Regions from separate parts of the Gossypium arboreum genome. Here region 1 is linked to region 2. Evidence: chromatin contacts called from public Hi-C data. All regions are on one chromosome and are shown on one strand. Each heading gives the region's core, a stretch centred on a gene start, on an enhancer-like site or on the middle of the called end of the contact. The rest is flanking DNA. Distances are from core to core; before and after follow the strand shown.

Evidence for each region. Hi-C and Micro-C count contacts between places; a contact is called where the count stands out from the background.
Region 1: a Hi-C map of leaf shows a contact between it and region 2, with 4 times the contacts expected there. The contact joins the promoter of LOC108479448 here to the promoter of LOC108465656 in region 2. A contact is called at or near these places in 2 of 5 Hi-C or Micro-C datasets (both in leaf).

Annotation. Positions count from the first base shown.
Region 1 is chr3:58,323,135-58,325,959 of ASM2569848v2, forward strand. LOC108479448 (DNA repair protein RAD16) reads right to left here and starts at 1,408. Exons shown (of 16, transcript XM_017782052.2): 1 at 1,057-1,408; 2 at 742-840; 3 at 1-604. The coding sequence starts at 1,102.
Region 2 is chr3:57,670,430-57,673,320 of ASM2569848v2, forward strand. LOC108465656 (30S ribosomal protein 3-1, chloroplastic-like) reads right to left here and starts at 1,298. Exons shown (of 1, transcript XM_017766028.2): 1 at 535-1,298. The coding sequence starts at 1,285. The coding sequence ends at 695. It overlaps LOC108465654, which reads left to right. Exons shown (of 5, transcript XM_017766026.2): 5 at 1-5.

The DNA of each region.
Region 1 (2,825 bases), core at 158-2,657, 650 kb after region 2:
ATCTCACTTACCCACTGACTCACCGCAACAACCGGACAAATAACAAGGGTGCATCTTATCCTGGGCAAATCTGTTGATGAACCTGCAGTCTGTGACGAAACATTGGGTTCACCAATTGTATGGAGTACTTGACGTTTGGCAAGGACAAGGGCTATCGCTTGAATGGTCTTCCCCATTCCCATCTCATCTGCAAGGATTCCCCCTTTGGTATTTGAGTCTTCCTGTTTCAGAGCCCAGGCCAACCATTCCTTTTGGTACCTCAACAAAGGAATAATTAAGTCGGATGATGCGTCAGAAGTCTCAGTTATTACCGCATTCTGTTGATCAAGATCAACATCTACCGTCAAATTCTCATCAATCCATTTCTCATGCTCTTGTTCCCAAACTTCCCACATTAACGGTTGCCCAGACCTAGCCTTCTTTTTCCTTTTTGTATTGTTTCTCTTCTTCGCGGTTGACACATTAAAGTCAAACTGGCTTTCATTTTGCTCAGATAGTATCTGTTCACCATTGCCTCTGTTTGTTGGAGGCTCGGTAAAATCAGAAATGGTGATAGGAGCAGCTTTCACTGCTTTATGGTTTAAGTCCAGAATCTCCTCTTCCCCTGCAACCATGTACTCATTATATTGATTTAGCCCCCCAAAAAAATACTCATTTTATTGTATACCAAAATTACAAAGCAACGCAAAAACAACCAAAATGGGGACAAAGAACTCTAATATGATTATGGGAGGAAAGTACCTAGATCAGAATCGGAGGAACGGACATAGGTTTCTGAATCGGAGAGATCATCCAACTGGATAAAATTATCGGCTTGGTCAGAACTATCGCTGTGTTCTTCTGTTTCAAAATTAACATAATTCCAAATAATAAAATTAAAATTAAAAAAAAACGTTAGACCCAGAGGAAAGTAACATAAAAAGGAAAACCCTAAAAAATCCAAGTGAGGGAAGTTTAAAGGTCACCCCCCTTTACAGAAGAAAAATAGTAAAGTAGGAAAGGGGCAGATAACCCTAAGAAAGGAAAAAGAAAAGTAGGAGAGCGCAATTGTTTTACCATTGGTAGAGAAGTTGGAGGTCCTTTTACGCGATCGAAGCTGCATTTGGGAAGGAGGATGTAAATGGAGTGAATTTGACGTTTAGTTCCCGATTGAATGAAGACGAATGATCAGTGAGAGAGAAAGAAATAGGTGATTGGGCGGCGGGAATGTGGGGTGTTGTAATTGTTGACTTGACACGCTACCCAAACGGCGGGAAAGTTCTCAGCATAGACTTATACCTAGTCAGCCTGTAGCCTTTTCAGTCTGTCCCAACTTCGATTGTTAAGCAAATGAAAATTTTGCTTTGTTAATATCTGAATTTCTATTCTAATAATGAGATTGATAACTCTCCACATAACTCTCCACCTTGTTTAAGATAAAAATGTATGAAAAAAATTTATTAAAAAAAAAGTACAACTTGTATTTATTTTGCATATAATAGTCAGTTTTTAGTGGTATCAAAAACAGTAATTTCGAGGCTACAAATCTTATCAATGAGTCCGTAATTAGTATTATTTAATTTATCTGAGTCAAATATAATTCTATATTAAAGGTTAGATTTAATATTTTTGTTAATTAAATGAATAGTTAAGTTTAAGTGGTTTACTAAGTCAAATAATTTTGTAAAATAAAATATCGAGTTCTCATTTTTGTAAATCGAGCCTATAATATTTTTATTAAATATTATATTGACATGTTAAGGTTCGGTTCGAAAATCTTAATATTTGGTTAATTAATTAAAAAAATTAAATCGTAAAATATGTAAACATTAATCACTATTAAATTTTATTGATTAAAGGACTTAATTAAAATAAGTGGAAGGAACAATAGCTATAGCTTAATGTATATATAGTGGACAGGTAGTTATGTATTTGAACTAATCTTATATGTTAATTATATGTTAATAATAATGATAAATCTAAAAAAATTATAACAAAACCATTTTTTCAACTTTCTTCTTCACCTTTTAAAACCAAAACACTAATGAAGGACACTCAAGCTTTTGGTCATCTTCGTTGCTTTGCATGAAATGTATTTTTTTATCCGATTTTAGTAATTTTTATATTTTTGATATCGTTATAGCCTAATTTAGCTAACCCAAGGATTATTTTGTAAAATTGTTAAAGACTTTGAAACTTGCCACTAATAAGTTCTAGGTGTTTTTGTGATTAAATGATGAATTTGTGAACTTGGTTGTTGTTTGTGACAATTTTGTAAAGGAATTTTTATTAGTTTTGAGTTTAGGGACTAATATGAAAATAAGTAAAATTTAGCATGTAAATTTAGAAAATTTTCAAGTGTTTGAAAGCTGATTTGGGATGATATTGAATTCGGTTTGGATATATTGGTTTTAATTGTGAAGTTTTTAATAGTTTTGATTTCAAGGACTAAATTAAATAAAGTGTAAAAGTTTAGGAAAAAAATTGTAAAAATGAAATTTATAGGTCATGTGCGTAGAAATGAATTTGATAGTGCATTTGAAATTGATTAACTGAATTTAATCATTATATAGATCAAGAATTGAACTGTACGGAGGATAATCGAGAAAAAGAAAAAATCACAGATTAGTCCCTACAAATCTGCTCAGTAGCTGAATATACTAGGTAAGTTCATAGTATAATATATATATATATGTGTGTGTGTGCGCGTGTGTGTGTTTTAAATATGATTTGATTCAACTGTATTTGAGGTTAGTTTTGATAATAAATTGAAATTATAAAATTGTTATAATTAAGTACAAGTGAGAAAGTGAATATTTGGTAATTGTAACAGTCCATTTTTCAGT
Region 2 (2,891 bases), core at 48-2,547:
AACAAGTCGAAGTTCCCAAACATAATTATACTACCTTGCCTTAGCATGCAAGTACGTATCATCCTGCAAGGAAAAAACCAGAATGCAACACAACTTGCATAGGCTTAATGACTACACACAAGAGAAATCGTGGAACCAAAATAAGGGACTCATGGTTATGTGAGTGCATTAAATATAAATCCCCAAAAGGGGAAGAAGATGAAATTAAGTTGCAATATTGAACAAGAAGATGAAATATTGTCCTTTTAGCAGAAACATTATTTCATTTATCTTCAATCAGTACAAGTTAAAGACACCTAGGCAAATGCATGTTTGCATCTACCTCCACAGGCTACCCAAATTAAATAGATTTTCCTCGACAATGCTTTGGCTGGTAAAATTATACAAAGCTAAGGTAATTCTATAAAAACTAGCATCAAATTCGTATACCATCTACATCAATGACATGTAATGATCATGAAAAAAAACTAACTTGGTAAAGATTCATATCTAACAAGGATGAAAAATCTACAAATATGTGGATCACTAGGGAAATACCAACAATTCAGCAGTGTTTGTTATCGTATTAAAACCAACAATTCATATCTTAGTTCAGAGCTAAGAGGTTTCAAACCAAACATTCTCAAATTCAGTTGATTAACCGAGGCCATTTTGCATAGCTAAGACAAAAAAAATTATATAAAGAAATGCACATCTAGCTCTGGGAAAGGTTGCCACCACTTTGCTGCCATAGATTGATGATATCAGTGGCCTGATTGAGAAGGATAATCATCTTCTTCTGAGAAATCCAAGGCTTACTTTCTAGAGTGGCCTTGAGCTCTTCCCAGGCATCTTTCCTTGGCCAGAAGAAATATGGACTTAGAGGAACAGTGCCGTGGCCCGGTATGACTTGATCAAGGGCAAGCCCGATGTTCTTTTCCATCCATATGAATTTCAAAACCAGTCTTGGCTTTCCAACTTGCTTGACCACCACCTCAGGTTTCTGAGGAATGATGAAGTCGGATGGTGTTTCAGTCTCAGTGACAGCTTCCGTGGCAGCCGAAGCAGTTAGTGTTGGAGTTTTGATTGTTTTCTTCAAAATGGGATTTTTGTTAAGGCAAAAGGGGGTGTTAAAGGATTTCTGATAACGAAAGGAATGACAAGTGAAAGTAGTATGGAGTGTAGATGAAGTAGCCATGGATAACATTTTGTATTGCAGAATGAGAGAGAGAGATGTGACGATGCGAGTCTTAAAAGCTGCTTTGTGGATAAGGGATATGGGGCAATGGTAGGAATAGGAGGACATGGGCTTGGATTGGATCCTATGTTTTAATTATACTCGGTTTGCTCCTTTAACCTCTTAGCTCTATACTTTGATATAATTTCTTCTTCAAATTTCTTTTTAATTTGTTATTAACATATATGTATGTCTTAACCAAATGAGCGCTCTATATTATGTTAAAATACGATACATCTGTTCATGGGTCGATTATTCATCTAAGCCCACAGTTATGTTTAAAATTTAGGAGGATTTAGACAAAAATAATAGGTCTAAAAAATGAGCTTAAATAAAAAAATTAAGTCCGTTTAAAATATGGGTCAGACTTAGGCTTAAACATTCAAAAGCCTAACCTGACTCGGCTCGATCCGTTTTAATTTTATAATATTTATATTATGTTATTTTTATATATTATGAAATTTAGAACTCAATAAAAAAAATAAACCTATACTCTAATGTAAATATTAAAATAATGTTAAGGTGACTATATAAAAATTCAATAAATAAAAAATGTATAAAATTATTAAATATTAAAATAATATAATATAAGTTTTTTAAATTAAAAAATAATATGGACGAGTCTAAAATAAGTTTGGGTTAGTCTTTTACAAATATAGACGGGTTTGAACAAAATTTTAAATTTAAATTTTTGGTCAAACTGAACTTAAACAAATATAAAATATATTAATATTACGCTTAAACTGGAGATAACCTACCAATAAACTCCTCTAAATACAAGTTATGGTGCTCATAAATTTACATTACTTATTATCTTAAATTAACGCCATTTATTTTAATAAAGAAACATATCGGTATGCTTGTTTATGTTTAAACTTTAATTTCAATATAGTGGAACCCAATTTTGATATATGCAGGTGAATTTTATATTATTTAAACTTATACTTATATTTAAATATTTTATTGAGTTAGTGTTATTTTTAATCGTTCACCAATTTAATTATTAAATTATAAAAATATTTTTAAAAAAAGGATATAATTAATATTGTCGAAACTATTTTTTTGGAAAACGGGGTCGACTTTGATTTTGAAAATGAAAACAAACAATGGGAGTCGCCACCAATCCTTTTTTATGAGGTGTGATCGGGTCACCTTAAATTAATCATTTTAATAAAAGTTAAGATTTACTAAAACGATAATTTTTGGTCTACGAGAATCAGAAAATGAGTTCGGGAGTTGGTTACGTACGAGGAAGGATTAGCACCCTCGTGACGCCCAAAAATTGGTACCTAGTTGATTAATTAGTGTCTTAGTGTCGAAACTTTGAAAACTTGAAAGACTTTAAAATACGATCCCTCTTTTTGTAGAAACACTTGAATGTTAAAGATCTTCTCGTCTCGAAATAATAAAATGTCACATCCAGTAAGTTGGGACACAACATCTTGAATTTTCGAGAACGAGCTTGCCTTTTATTTAAAATTTGTGTATTTTAACCTATTAAAAGGGTATCCGATTATTTAGAGTAAACGAGAAAAATCGAAACCCAGTAAGTTAGAGAACGATATCTTGAATTTCTAAATATCGAATATTACCTTTGTTTGCAAAAATCTTATCTCGGGGTATCAAGATATCATATCCAATAAGTTAGGACACAACACATCGTATCTCCGAGAAT